5 separate regions of the Mus musculus genome follow, and all the other regions are linked to region 1. The links are chromatin contacts, called in public ChIA-PET, HiChIP or PLAC-seq and promoter capture Hi-C maps. All regions are on one chromosome and are shown on one strand. Each heading gives the region's core, a stretch centred on a gene start, on an enhancer-like site or on the middle of the called end of the contact. The rest is flanking DNA. Distances are from core to core; before and after follow the strand shown.

Region 1 (2,819 bases), core at 186-2,685:
TCACTTTGTATTTTCTCTGCAATAGGTCTGGCTGAAGTTAACTGTTCTATGCCGTGTACCTTTCTTTACTAGAAAACTTCAAGAGTGTCTTTCTGTACTACCCTTTTCAGTGGACTAAAAATGAGTGACTGAAAAAAATCATACTGATGTTTCTTATTCTAATTTCACATTATTAAATGTAAAGTTTACTTTCACTTTGTACTTTCCCTCTTTATACTGAAATCTTGTTTCCGAATACTATTAATATAGCTACTAATTCCTATTATCTTAGTTTACAATTTTCTATATATAATGAACCCACTGAGGTAAGTTTTTAATTACTGGCGACACGCAGTCCACTATGATAAAAATATATTGAGAGTAACTATTTTCTCTTAGCAATTACAGTTTCAATTTTTCTAATTTAAGTATAGGTAAGCAACCTTAAACCATATAACTGTATTGTTCTGTTTCACCTGTTATGCCACATTCTGTGTTTGTATACGTGTTTATCAGAAGATAATGGGCCACAGTGAGCACCCAAGCAGCATAAGGCTCAAGGCATGAGCGATCAACAGCGCTCAAAAAAGCCGAGGTCATAAAACTAAAAAGATGTGAGTAGAGGCTGAATTCACAGAAGCATCCATCTGTCACACACATCTGAAGGACTGCTCCAAGCAGAGGAGTTCCTTCCAAGGGCTGAAATAACGCCCACGCCCACTAATCATTTAAAACAGTGCCGGAGGCTACAAATTGGCCAGAATGTACAAGCACGAACGTGAAATAATTTGGCTACCTCTTTTTGCCCATCTTCGAGAAGTTCTTGTCTGCTCTTCCCTTAAGGTTCTCTTCAAACTCCATCACCACCTGAGGAGAAACCAGTTCATTAGCCAAACACGTGGCCGCGGGGACCAGAACCTAGGCAGAGCTCACTGCCCCACGGAGCCAAGAGAGGAGGAGGAGCCCCGCCCTGATGCTCCTGGGGCCGGGCCTGGGGGTAACTCACCCCGGGGAATCCCGGGAAGCTGTGTCACCCGCGTGGACCGGGTGCTCGGCTCTGGGTCCCGCCACCCCGCCCTGCTGGGTCCCTTCCGCCCTGGCGCGCTCCTCCACCAGCCCGCGGCTGCGAGCTGGGCAGCGAGATCCACAGCACAGGGCTGGCGCGGAAAACACCGTCCTGAAGGCTGCTGCTGCGGGTGCTCTTGGAGCGACTTGTGGCTGTCGCCACTTGGTCCCCACAGACTCAAGAGGACGCTACCACCCGGACCGGACTCAGGCATCCGGAGCACCGCACTCTTCCGAGAACTGCCTACCTCACGTGCCACCTCCGGGTTTCCTTCGCAAAGTCAGCCAAGATGTAGAATTTGGAAGTAGCTCTGAGTTGAGCGGAACCTCAGAAGATGGAAGCAGCGGCCTCAGCCTCTTACGGCTTCAAGAGCCACTGCGGGAAGGAGCCAGAGGGCTTCCTCGGGCCCCGGATTAAAATAGATGCCAGCGGCCGCCCTAAGGCCCGGCAGCCAATCAGCCTGGTGGGTGGGATTGGGCATGGGCAGCTGGAGCGGTTGCGAAACAGGAGATACTTCCAGGCTTACCCTGATTTTTTTGAGAAGGGCGCTGGTTCCCTCAGACATTTACATAGACTTGTCTTTACGTGTTCAGGTAAGTGTCCATACAGAAGTGTATATACCTGGATAGTACACAGTTGGTTCTCTGATGAGTCATACTTAAAAAGACACTTTCCCTGACATAGCTAATCTAATATAATTAATAAAGCAACCAGGGACCTTGCTTATTCTGTAAAGTTTTTTTTTTTTTTCTGACAGCATTGCTTTCTAGGCTGGTAGAAATTTTTCTGTGAAATATATATATATATATATATATATATATATATATATATATATATATATATGGTCTTGGCTTGGATGATAGTCCTATACAATTTCAAGGTAGAAATGATATTTCAAAGTACATAGTATTTTCAACTTCTAACTCTGGAATCAATATCTGTGTTTTTTCCCAGGGCATATCAAGTTCTTAGATGTTCTGGAATTCTGACTGATGCAGATATTTGCGTGTAGCAGGTCTTTTTCTGTCTACTTGTAACTGACTGTGACCTAACTTGCTGGCAACTCAGTGGCTGAGAAATGTCAACCTGAGATAGACAGAGTTCCTTGTCTCAATGACATTGAAGCACTGACCACCTGGGTGGAGACTCCTGTTTCTTCTACCAAGATGTCTGTTTCCACAGATAGCAAGAAGTAGCCACCTTTGTTTTTATTTAACTCATTGTCTATGGGGTGAGCTGGGGTCTCCTTCTTGAACAAGATGGAGATTTTACTTGGTCTTTAAAATTGGCTTTATTAAGGTAAGGACACACCACGAAAGGAGATCTGTGCCTTACCTGCTCCTCGGGGGCTTCAGGGTGAGGACAGAGCAGTTTGTCATCCTAGGGCCCAGACCATCTTTTCCCTGGCTGTTAGTGTGGTTACCTCATGTCTGACTACGAGCCCTGTTACTAGCTCCCAGGCCTGCAGGTTCTTCCGCTCTTCAGCTTCCTTTTAACCCCGGCACCCCTTCTCATCTCAACATGCGTGGGACTTGCAGTTCACCCTTAAAATCTGTGGGGAGCGAGCTCCTTCAGCAGAACTGTTAAATATAGCACTTTAAGGAGTTGTCACTTGTGTTACCAACAGTAATGACAGGAGCAAGGCTCGAAAACAAAGCTATAAGGTAGGTTTATGAGATAGTGTTTAGATTTAGGAATGACAGAGAGTGCAGCTCCCTCACCTAATTCAGCAATGTCAACAGTACAGCCACCTGCCATCCCAGCTTCCAGTGTT
Region 2 (2,819 bases), core at 238-2,737, 360 kb before region 1:
TGCTTGTTTATTCATTCACCTCCTGGTTAGCCTCTTGGTTGGTTGCATGTTTTGGCAAATGTGAATAAAGCTGCTGTAAAAAACTTGTGATTCCAAATTGCATTGGCCATCAACTCCTATGAACCTTGCTTGATTTAAGAGTATGCCTGATACATCTAATTTCACTCCCCTGGGGGGAAAAAATGATTTTCCCTTTCCCCAGATCTACCATTTGCAAACAGCTTCTTGATTAGGAATGGGACTTTGTGTATCACTAGTAGTGAAAGGAAAGCAAAGTATAACGTGTATCTGCTGAATCATAAAAGCAACACCAATAGGAACCCCAATGCTCAGAATTGTGTATCTTAGAACTTTTGGGTTGGTTTGGTTTGGTTGAGATGTGTTCTATGTAGCCAACACTGCCTCAAAATCCAGTCTTCTTTCTGCCTCAACCTCTTCTCTGCTGAAATTAATAGGTTCGAACAATTGTGCCCAGCATGGGGCAAAAGGCAACTTTTTTGATGTTCTCATCATAGAGTCTGCACTTTTTGTAGCAGTGTTTATGGCAGAAAACCACATCTGACCAGTGTGCAGTTAAGTGACTGTAGAATGCCTATCCCTAAGTGGGTTTTTATAATGCAATCCTTACACCAAAGGTATAGGAGCGTTGCTGAAGATGGGGGGCAGAAAACTTGAAAGAGTCAGGGGAATGGGAAGACTTCTGTTTTAACACCCACCACTCAGCAGCTGTGGTCCCATGCATACCACCACTCCACTCCACATTCCAGCATGGATGGCGAACAAGGTTCCATCTCTGGCTAGGGAGCTACAAGCAGTCAAGACTGCTGAGGAAGAGTCAACTTCCTTCCTGAAGAGATCAGATTGTTTTCCCACGTCCAAGCGGGGCGCAGCCCTACACTGAAGTACATCTGGGCTACATGTGTGTACCCAGAAATACACCCCTACAATAGGACATGAATTTGAGTCGGGGGCATGTCAGGGAAAACACGGGGAGGAGTTGGAGTGGATAGGAAGGAGTAAATATGGTCAAAATGCATCTATTCATGTATGAACCTGATTCTTAAAGATTGGCATGGGAACAGGGCTTCTATTTTGTTCATCTCTAAGAATCCAGAAAATAGAGCTGCACTCGGCATAGCTACCAGCACTGAACTTTAAATGCATAAAGAACTGTAGTCTCCTAAAAGCGAGGTCACACTCACGGAGGTCACCTTTCACAAGAATTATAGAGACACACCGCTCCCTCTTCGCTTCGGAGATTGCGGAAACTAAAAGACAGATGGTGCAGACGCCTGCCAAGGGAAAGACCCTCCTTTACGTCTATCACCCGCCACAGCTCGACGGCGACCGTCCGACCCTATCGCTCGCTGAGAATGGCGCTCGATTCCGCAGCAACCCATCAGCTTGCCGACGCAGACGGAAGTGACGTCGGGGGTGGCGCGCGGGCCCGCCCCCCAGGAGAGGCGGGCCGCAGGGGGGGTGCTGGGAGGGCGGGGGCGGGGCGCGGCCTCGCGGCTCCGTTTCCGGTGGCTGGTTGCGCTCGCTCACCCCAGCTGCAGCCACTCTCTCCCGCGGCTGCTTCCTCCATCCTGGTATTTTTTGGAGCCTCCATCCTGGTTCTTCCAAAGTGCCCGGACCCAAAACAGGAAGTAAGTGCGATGGAACCTTCAGGTCCGGGCCTCCGCCGCAGCCGCTCCGCCCAGTGCGGCCGAGCCGGCCCCTTCGCGGGCCTTGGCTGTCGCCGGCTGGGTGCCGCGGGCGGGGTCGGAGTCCGGGCTTCGCTTAGCCGCCGCGGCAGGCCCCGCACGCCGCGCCCGCGGTCTCCGTCGCCGGCTCAAGCGGCCGCTGGCGGCTGGAACTCCCGAGCGATCCCTGGGGCGCAGCGGCGAGCCGGTGGGGGCGGAAAATGGCGGCGGGCTGGAGGAACTAAATGGCGCCGGGACCCCTGGGGGTGGGCCCGAGTCGCGGAGGACGGCGCCGGGGGCCCCGCGGGCGTGTGCGTGCTGGGCGGCGGAGCTGCCAGCCTGGCTTGGCTGGGGTGCACTGAGCCCCCTCGGCTGCGTGGGTGGGGTGGGCAGGGCAGTGGGGGCGGGGGTCGTCCCAAGCCCACCATTTCTCCTCGGCTCGTTTGGCCCGTGAGCCCCTCGCCGGTTGGACTCAGCGAAGGAAGTCATGGTTGCCAGTCGGACTTTCTCTTTAGAGACCGCGCGGGACGTGGCCTGGGGTGCGGGGAGAGTCCTGGCCCAGCCAACTAGTAATTGTCAGGATCGTGCGGAGCAGACCTTTAGCGTTTCAAAACCCTCTTTGGCCCTCTAGCAAGAACTTTTTTTTTTTTTTTTTTTTTTTTTTTTGAGAATCTCCCCGCAACCTTAACGAGTTTTACTCCGAAAGAAGTGGTCCAGTGCCATCCTGTGCTGTTCAGTGATACAGCATATGTTTTTATAGTTAAAGACTTCGGTGTAGCTAAAGAAAGAGTGATAGCCCGTGATTGCTTTTGTCAGCCCTTGTACCTCTTTCTGACAGCTAGACTTCCTTTGGGACAACCTCCAAAGAAAAATGCATTTCAGTACTGTTTGTGATGTGTTATGTCTTAAGCTAGATGTACTGACTTTTATTAATTAGAGCTATATTTTCGTGTTGTAAATAACTTTTGTGGCTTTTAGGCTGTAAATTAAGAAAGAAAAGACCTTTGATTATATTGAAAGTTTTACAAACATCAAAGGCTATTTTCCTTATAGATTTTCTATTTCTGGTACTGCAAATTTCTTTAGGCCAGTCTTAAATTTACCTTAATAATTCGAGTAATTTACTATAACATT
Region 3 (2,819 bases), core at 100-2,599, 340 kb after region 1:
AACAGAGGCACAGTGAAACTAATAGAGGTTATGAACCAAATGGATTTAACAGACATTTACAGAACATTTCACCCTAAAACAAAACAATATACCTCTTCTCAGCACCTCATGGTACCTTCTCCAAAACTGACCATATGATTGGGCACAAAACAGGCCTCAACCAATACAAGAAGACTGAAATAATCCCATGCATCCTATCAGACGATTACGAATTAAAGCTGGTCTTCAGTAAGAACCAAAACTACAGTAAGCCCACATACCCATGGAAACTGAACAACTCAAGTTGGTGATGCTTACCTCTGTAATTCCTGACCTCTTTCCTAGGTTTCCCATTTCCAGGGTTGTCTCCATTTGTGTTTTCTTTATTGTTTCCACTTCCACTTTTAGGTTTTGACTGCTTTATTCAATTCCTTCATCTGTTTGATTGTGTTTTCCTGTATTTCTTCCTTCCGTGGGGCCTTCCAACTGTGGGGTCTTAAGAGGGGTAGAGGAGCTAAGTATCCGTTGCCCTGGCTGCAGTAGATCTCCTGTGAGGCCTTTAGACTCTTTGGTTTTCAGAGGAGCAGTCAACTTGTTGCCCTGTGTGCAGATGTTCTCCAGGGAGGCCTATGGACTGTGGTTTCTGTTCCCCTGTGTACAGAACTCCAGGGAGGCTTTCAGACTGTTGGGTTACTTGCCCCAGTTGTCAGAACTGATTCTATCCTGTGTGGAACCTGGGGCTTGAACACAGGTTGTTATGCTTGGTGGCAAACATCTTTACCTATTGAGCTATCTTTCCAGATTTAAAATGTCTTAATAAATGTTGACAGATTAACAAATAAAAGCAACAGTCTCTAATTCTAAAATGGGAATTTTAGAATTCTAATTCTAATTTTGGAAAAATGTAAAAGTAATACAGTGAATAAAATTTTCATGTGTCCCTAAATTTATGCCCAAGAAAAGTAGAGAAAAAAAAATCATGTGTCATATGCAAGAACATTTTTGGGGAAAATTGAATTTTACTCCATTTTGTAAAAAGCCAGATATGTATTAGGTTAATGTGTATGTGGTTAAAGGTTTTAATACATTTCTTTAAAAACAGTATTTCAGTAATAAATTATGAGAACTTAACTTTTCTTTAACATTAAACCTTAAGTTTGTATCCTTTATAATAATCATCACTAGGATTGTCATTTTGCCCAAATCCCTAGAAAGAAGCAACTTGAGAGAAGTGTCCATTGTGGCTTATCCCCAGGAATGTAGCTTATCGTGGTGGCAGCAAGAGTGTGAAGCAGGCTGGTTACACTGCACTGCCAACCTAGAGAAAGAGTGCCAACCTGAAGCCCCACCCACAGTGACTCACTGTCTCCATCAAGGCTCTAGCTACTAAAGAACCCACAACTTCTAAAACAAGGCTACCAACTGTGGACTGAGTGTTTAAACATAGGCACGTATGAGGAACGTCTCACATTCAGGCAACAACCAACCACATGACAAAGAACGTGCATATACACTCTGCAAATCCCACGTGAATGCACCAAAAACCTAACAAGCATACAGGGTCAAAAGCTTAGTTTGTTACTATAATGTGATATCTGAGGATAGCCATTCAAGCCAACAATGGTTACATTAATTTAGAAGAGAAAAGTTTTGGAGAAAATTTAAAGAGTAATATTTATTTCAGAAACTAAATGTATTCAAATACTACTATAAAACAAAGTTATTTTCCAAATATTAATGCTAATGAGTTAAAAGTAGGGAAAATGTCATTTTTTAAAACAATTTCTTGTGTATGGGTGTTTTGCCTACACTCTTATGTATATAGACACGTATGTATATATACTACGTGTATGTAGTGCCTGTGGAAGCCCACTGGAACTGAAGCTACAGATAGTTGTGAAGTACCATGTGGTTGCTGGGAAAGGAACTCAGGTTCTCTGGAAGAGCAGTCAATGCTTGTAAGCTGAGCCAGATTTCCAGTCCCAATTTACACTTCTTATCCAGCTGCATGGCTTGCAATGTGTCACTAACAAAAATGTAGTTAACTTATTTTTGTCCTAATCACTTTTTTTTGGCAAGAATAGGGGACCTTTTCCCATATTAACAATAATACTATTTCAAATATGTTTCTATGCTCTGTTCCCTGCTCTTTTCTAACAATAAAAAAGAAATATAACAACTTAAGGGAAAGGTTAAGTTTAATAATGAACTTTCATGTATGTATTTCATAGCATTTTATAGTGATTGTATATGAAAGCCAGTGGTACTTCTAAGCAAGCACAACATATTTTAATTAAAAAAAAAAAAAGGAAAGGAAATCACTTTTGTGGTTTCTCTCTTCCTGTCAACTGTAATGCTAAGTGAAGGCCCCAAAGTAATTCTGATTGGAGAATAAAGATGCCAACAGCCAATAGCTGGGCAGAAGAGACACAGGTGGGCTTAGAGAGACCACAAGGAGAGAGCAGGAAGAAGGCACCAGGAATACAGGAAGAAGTATTGTGTGAAATGTTAAATGGTAATCCACACTATCACTGGCAAGGCACAGGAGGCCAGGCCAGGCCAGCCAGAGTTCTCCCACTAGGATGCTAAGTTCCCATGGTGGGATGTTGCCACCCATGGCCCACACTTCCCAATTCCCGTTGCTGGCTGGGGTGCCCTGTCGTCGTACTTTTCTCTGGATCCCAGTTGAGACTCCACTTGAAGAAAAACCACACAATCTTAGCTTAGGATCAACGGGTAACACAATGCTGGGCACAGAAACTATCTTCATAATTTTGTAAGCTACTTTAAGTTATATAAATTAAGTTATATATATTCTAACCTGATGTGTGTGTTTGTGT
Region 4 (2,819 bases), core at 85-2,584, 300 kb before region 1:
AGAGAGCTACAGGTTAATCTTGCCCTGACTTCTGAGAAAGTTTTATGCTGAATACAGAGTTTCTTGATTGTCCCCAAGGCAAGGGGGCTGGGGGTGGGGAGCAAGTTTCAGAAAGTTAACGCTAAGTACAGAGAAAGACTTTTGTTGACTGCAGGCCAGAGGCTCTATCTAGTCAAGCTTCTAGAAAACGGTTAGTGCCTCTGCCTATTTGAGAGCTGGGACCCTTTGTTTGATCACCTCCTGGGATTGTGGCCAACATCCACCTTCATGGAGCTGCTTCACATCCTCATCCTCTTAAGAACTCTAGGTAAGCAATCATCAGAAGCAACCCTGGGCTCTCGATGCACTCCTGAAACCACTAAAGCCCTGGACGCACACCTGAAGTGTGGAGCTGGAAAGTGCGCTTATGCAACCTTCGCAGGACTTTCCCTCCACGGTGGGGTTTCCGCACTCTCCGTAAGGGCTTCCCACAAACTGCCCAGAACTTTCTGAACTTTTCTCCACTCCAAACTGCTCTTGGTGCAGAGTGCAGGGCAAACATCCCAAGAGAGGGGCGGGACGGCAAGAACAGTTCTTCCCACTTCCAAGTACCCTCCAGGCAGGCTGCAAGGAGCCAGCGGGGTGGAGGGAGGCGGGATTCTCGCACTCTGGCCCGGGGCCCACTCCCGCACTCACCTTGGCAGACGTCTCCCCGAACAGAGGTCTGTTATCCAGGCCGCTGGTCCCGTAGGTCCTGGTAGCAAAGTCCTCCATTTTAGGGCTGCTTCGCTCGTCCCCGGACGCTCAAAAGCGAGTCCGCATCAGCTCGCGAAGTCCGGACGCCCGCCCCTCACGGCGCACGCATGGCCCGGGCCCTGGGGGGGTGGGGAGGGCGGGAAATCCCGACGGGGCGACTGTCACTCCCGGGGGCCCCTGGCCGCTCCGCCCCAGCCCCGCCGTCCTCATCTCCAGCGGCCGCCGCGGGAAGTGAAAGGAAACAAACAGCGCTTGGCCGCCGCCCCGCCCGCGCCCGCCGCCCCCAATCTCGGCCGGGGCTCCACCGGGAGAAAGTTTGCCTGGCGCGAGTCCCCCGCGCGGCGGGGCGGCGGGAGTGAAGTTGCGGGCCGGGCGGCCCCGCACACCACCCTAGCTCGGCTGAGAGCTCCGCATCCGCCCGCTCGCGTCCCGTCCCCCGTGCTCCCCGCAGCCCCGGCTGCGCCCGCAAGCCAGACCTCGGCGTCCCGCGCCGCGCGCGCGGCGGATCCAGGCAGCGGCCGCGACCCCGAGCCGTGGCCCCCACACGCCGGCCGGACGCCGGCGCCGTGCGGCGAGTCCCCCCGGGCTCTCCGGTCCGGGACCTGCGGCCACTGTCGCAAACCGGTCGGGCCCGCCCAGATCGCGTCACGACTCAGGCAGCCAATCCCACGGGCAGAGGCGCCGCCTGGGCTGCAGAGCTTTATTTACAGAGGTGCGGGTCGTCCCACCGAGGCGCGGGTCCCCGCTGCCAAGCGTTTCTCCGCCTCTTGGCAATTGGCGGCTGCGCGGTGCACGTAGTGGCTAAAGCAGGGTTCTGAAGACCGACTCGAATTTGGCGTCTTAAAACCCGACAACCTGCTTCGACCACTCCAGGATTTGGATGTGGACACTTTACAGTATCGGAGGCAATCGTGTATGCGTGTTTTATTCTGTATTACACACAGAATAAGAGGTCCTAGTTTACATAAACAGTTAGGTATTTCGTTGCCTGGTCCAGTGGGGGTGCTGCCACAGGCCAGAGCTTCGCATCTTGGGCCTTTTTGGAGTCTTGGGGCTTAGAGAGCTGAATGGAATGGACAAGCTGCACAAGTACCGTCGCTCTACATTTGAAGTTCTTCCTAAAAGCTAAAAACCAAACAACTACACTAATAGGATTGGGCTGACACTAATACCTAGCTAGATTCAAGAAAGTTCGGAAAGTGTTAGTGTGCAGGAGACTCTAAGCTGAAGCGATACCTCCACGAACGCTTAGAATCTAGACATGGGTTCCAGTGCCACGCAACAGTTTAGAACAAGGGATGGAATAACAACCACAACGAACTTCCAGCCCTGAGTACACGTAAGTATTATACATATCCCCATTGCCCAATCATTACACGTGTTTTACAAATTAGCTGTTTACTCGCGACTTTACCTTAACAACAGCAATACTACATAATCCAGCACCCACTTCTATTAAAAGTTCTATTTAAAGATTCATATTAAAAGGTCCTACAAATTAATTCACTTACTTATATTCAGTTTCATTCAACAAAAAATATTTTTGAGGCTCTAGGCTGTAATCCTTTGAATATTAGGGACAGTCTAGACTAAGTAGCAAGACCCTGTCTCAAAATAATAAAATAAAAACTAACAATACTTTGAGAATCTGCTGTGTGCTAAGCAACTATCCACCAAAATAACACAGTAATTATGGGCCTTGGTCAACAACCCCAAAAGATGCCATAATACCAAATTTGATATACAGTCAAATCAAAATCCATAAAGTCTAAAATTCTGAAAGGTTAAAGTTCTGGAAATATTATTCTGGGAAAAAATAAAGACTTTAAATACAAGTATATTTTTTAAAGTATAGTTATTTGAGAAACAAGAGAACATATAGGCAACGTTTTATAGTAAAATAGGTAACATACATATTTGGAAATTATATTCACCTCTGTGCTCTGCTGCTGTGGTGACTGGGTGGGGAGGAAGCATTTAGAATATTCATATTTAGGTCACAGGCCGGGCAGAAATCGTTCTGTCGACTGAACAGAGTAACTCTCTCCTGGTTCTACTTGTACATAATTGTTTTCAAACCAGAA
Region 5 (2,819 bases), core at 134-2,633, 270 kb before region 1:
CATACTTTTAAATTATGGCTGTGACCAAAGCATGGCAATATGTAACTTAGGAAGGAAGGATGTGTTGATCTGCTTATTTTTGTTTGGCTCATAGTTTGAGGTTCCTCATGGCAGGGAAGGCCTCACAGCAGGGGCATGAGAGAGCTGCATGCGAGCTGGTTACATCCTCTCCACAGCCAGGAAGCAGAGATCAATGAAGATGGTCCTAATCTGCCTTCTCTCTTCTTTTCTGTTTATATTAAGTCTCTGTCCCATATTATGTGATGGGGCTGCTCACGCCATGAATGAGTCACCCTTCCTCAGTTAAGCATCTCTGGGAGTCAGTGATGAATAAACGAAAAATAAGCTATCCCAAAAAGCTAGTTAATTGCACCACATAGATTCTGTGAGACACTGAATATCATGTATCAGTTGATGCACTAATAACATAACCTTCTGTAATCAACCTTTTCAAAAACAAAGTTGAATTGCTGCCATGTAGAAATATTTTGTTCCACATTAATTTCTAGAAATGTACATAAATATTCTTTGTGATAAACCTGGCCACTGGAATTATCCTGACTGTACAAAAAAAAAACAGTTTAAAAAGAGACTCTGCCTCCTGAACTTATAAAACTATATGAATATGCAGTCAAATCTCTTTATTTACATGGTATCTGCCTCTCTGTGCCCTTCAAAGCCTCTGTCCCCTGCACCACGGCCCCATTTCTAGACAACATCTTGCTGAAGCTCTTTGGAGGTGGCTTTTCTTCGCTGGAATCCTACCTTTTGCTAAGTGTGAGAATGAGACTTTAATGCTGTCACACCTCCCTTTACTTCAGTCAGATCTGACAGCTCCAGGTCTTTCTGCTTTTGTCTCATGAGAATGTTTGTCTTAGCTGCGTTTTATTGCTATGGCAATGACAGCTCTTATAAAGGAAAATATCTAACAGGGGACAGATTATTGCTTCAGAGGTTTAGTCCGTTATTTTCATGGTGGAAAGAATAGTGACATGCAAGCAGATATGGTGTTGGAGAAGTAACTGAGGGTTCTAAATCTGCAGGCAGCAGTAAGGGAGAGAGAGCCTGGGCCTGGCTTGAGCATTTGAAACCTCAAAGCTTACTCCAGTAACACCCTCCTGACTGCATGGCACTTAATCAGCAAGCTTTCAGCACATCAGTCTCCTACTTGTCAACCCCGCCCGCCTGCATGCTGAACAACTGTTTTCATTTTCAGCTTTTGAAGGTTTCTTTTTGAGAGGCTCCCTGAAGGTGTCAGACAGGGGGAAGAATGTGCAGAGAGAATGAAGACCTGGAGCACATTGACTTTGTCAACCTGGATCAGACTTCAGGGAGTCTGATGGCAAGCAGTCCATTGTACACAGTACCACGTGGGAAAAGGTTTCCAGGCAACAATCAGTCCAATCAGTCCAATTCCAGGGGCACGATAAATCGTAAGGTGTGAGTACACAGGAGCTCCTTTACAGAGTACATGTGACCATGAGGGTGGGTTCTATAGCTAGAATCTAATGTGGTCTCTGACCGATAGCACAGAGGTCAGCAGGCCATAAAATACTTGTGACATCTCCCCTTATGATGGTCTAGTGAGGGAAGAGTCTGGGATAATCATTCTGGGGGGGTTGAGTGAGGTCTGCCTCTGTAGCAAAAACTGGGTGAGGTCTGTGTCCACAGATAGCAAAAAGATCAACAGATCATTAAGAAAATCCATTCTCAGCTTTCTGGATGGAATGCAGGTATTTGATTTTGTCTCCTCCATTGAGGAGAAACCCCTGTGTGATTAACTGCTCTCTTACTGCTTCTCTGTGAATGCAAGGACCTCTGTGCCCCCTACATCTTTTGATACACAGGAGTTTTAATTTTGACACAATCTATTAATCTTTTCCTCAGTGTTTACACTTCATGTGCTTTATTTTTAAAAAGCATTTTTGGTTCAAGATCCCAGAAGCCCTGTTACACTTTGCTCTGTCTTTCAGTTTTGCTTTCCACATCCAGCCTTTAGCCTATCTGTTTAGGTTTGATGTGAAATCTGAACCTTGTTTTGTTCTATCCTGCAGAAGTGCCCAACTGCTCATGCTTTGGCCACTGAGTCAGCATGAGGAAAAGGAATGACTCACAAGCTCAGCAACTACCAGGACAATTGCCAGAATTTGGCAGACATGATTACTAAGCTCCCAGCAACCACAAGGTGGGCCGTGCCAGAGGGCAGCTTGTTCCATACGGAGCAGGAACTGAGCAAAGCACCCTCATTTGAAAGGAGAAGTGTTGTTAATTTTCTGCACTGTGGCTAGCCTTGTCAAAAACTCAAAGGCTGCTGGCCCTTCACAGAAAGTGCCCCTGAGAGAGCCCCTGTGTTCTTGCCTCTGCCTGTCTTGCCACCTCCGTGTTCTCACATTAGCTAAGACCACAAATTGAGATGTACCTGTCTTGCTCACCATGGAGTCTCTTTTGAGAAGTGAGATGTAATTCAGGCATCTCAAACTGAGTGAATCCTGGAGATAAAAAATTTAGGTAAGTGAGCAGTAACTACAGACACAAGCATCACCAACAGAATACAAGAGATGGAAAAGAGAATCTCAGACATAGAATATATGGTAGAAGAAACTGATATATCATTCAAAATGTCAAATCTAAAATGTAAATGCTAAAAAGCTCCTGACACAATACATCTAGGAAATCTGGGATACTATAAAAAGACCAAACCTAAGAATACTAAGGATAGAAGAAGGAGAAAATTCCCAGCTCAAAGGCCCAGAAAATATTTTCAACAAAATCATAGAAGAAAATTTCCCTAACCTAAAGAAAGAGATGCCTATAAATGT

What was found. ChIA-PET counts read pairs in DNA pulled down with a chosen protein or histone mark. HiChIP or PLAC-seq counts read pairs in DNA pulled down with a chosen protein or histone mark. Capture Hi-C pulls out chosen DNA fragments and counts their contacts.
Region 2: a contact with region 1 is called in a promoter capture Hi-C map of liver. The contact joins the promoter of Dmtf1 here to the promoter of Abcb1b in region 1. A contact is called at or near these places in 1 of 39 promoter capture datasets (pre-B cells), 4 of 115 datasets of contacts at active chromatin or transcription factors (bone marrow-derived macrophages, memory CD8 T cells, microglia and 1 more) and 1 of 9 other capture datasets (liver).
Region 3: a contact with region 1 is called in an RNA polymerase II ChIA-PET map of memory CD8 T cells, with 52 read pairs. The contact joins the enhancer-like site here to the promoter of Abcb1b in region 1. A contact is called at or near these places in 4 of 39 promoter capture datasets (the 3T3-L1 cell line, hippocampal neurons, liver and 1 more) and 4 of 115 datasets of contacts at active chromatin or transcription factors (the 230-238 cell line, effector CD8 T cells, large pre-B cells and 1 more).
Region 4: a contact with region 1 is called in an RNA polymerase II ChIA-PET map of memory CD8 T cells, with 44 read pairs. The contact joins the promoter of Tmem243 here to the promoter of Abcb1b in region 1. A contact is called at or near these places in 9 of 39 promoter capture datasets (the 3T3-L1 cell line, the C10 cell line, embryonic stem cells and 5 more), 2 of 484 Hi-C or Micro-C datasets (embryonic stem cells and pro-B cells), 2 of 115 datasets of contacts at active chromatin or transcription factors (effector CD8 T cells and memory CD8 T cells) and 1 of 9 other capture datasets (adipose tissue).
Region 5: an H3K27ac HiChIP or PLAC-seq map of microglia shows a contact between it and region 1, with 7 times the contacts expected there. The contact joins the enhancer-like site here to the promoter of Abcb1b in region 1. A contact is called at or near these places in 1 of 39 promoter capture datasets (pre-B cells), 2 of 484 Hi-C or Micro-C datasets (bone marrow-derived macrophages and muscle stem cells), 3 of 115 datasets of contacts at active chromatin or transcription factors (effector CD8 T cells, memory CD8 T cells and microglia) and 1 of 9 other capture datasets (liver).

Annotation. Positions count from the first base shown.
Region 1 is chr5:8,796,763-8,799,581 of GRCm38.p6, reverse strand. It overlaps Abcb1b (ATP-binding cassette, sub-family B (MDR/TAP), member 1B), which reads right to left and starts at 1,435. Exons shown (of 28, transcript NM_011075.2): 1 at 1,293-1,435; 2 at 776-846. The coding sequence starts at 840. It overlaps Gm5106 (predicted gene 5106), which reads left to right and starts at 1,059. Exons shown (of 3, transcript NR_152133.1): 1 at 1,059-1,638.
Region 2 is chr5:9,160,444-9,163,262 of GRCm38.p6, reverse strand. It overlaps Dmtf1 (cyclin D binding myb-like transcription factor 1), which reads left to right and starts at 1,487. Exons shown (of 18, transcript NM_011806.3): 1 at 1,487-1,649. It overlaps Gm46901 (predicted gene, 46901), which reads left to right and starts at 2,353. Exons shown (of 1, transcript NR_166570.1): 1 at 2,353-2,819.
Region 3 is chr5:8,455,286-8,458,104 of GRCm38.p6, reverse strand. No RefSeq gene overlaps it. Among named protein-coding and RNA genes, the nearest start is that of Slc25a40, 34 kb to the right of the region's middle. Within about 2 kb of position 1,349, at least 51 of the 459 cell types and tissues checked have an H3K27ac peak or open chromatin away from gene starts, as enhancers often do. A contact at or near this core is called in the 230-238 cell line, effector CD8 T cells and memory CD8 T cells, where this site is marked.
Region 4 is chr5:9,099,252-9,102,070 of GRCm38.p6, reverse strand. It overlaps Tmem243 (transmembrane protein 243, mitochondrial), which reads right to left and starts at 1,334. Exons shown (of 5, transcript NM_001081029.1): 1 at 1,212-1,334; 2 at 676-854. The coding sequence starts at 753.
Region 5 is chr5:9,068,390-9,071,208 of GRCm38.p6, reverse strand. No RefSeq gene overlaps it. Among named protein-coding and RNA genes, the nearest start is that of Gm31449, 3.9 kb to the left of the region's middle. Within about 2 kb of position 1,383, at least 129 of the 459 cell types and tissues checked have an H3K27ac peak or open chromatin away from gene starts, as enhancers often do. A contact at or near this core is called in bone marrow-derived macrophages, liver, microglia and 1 more, where this site is marked.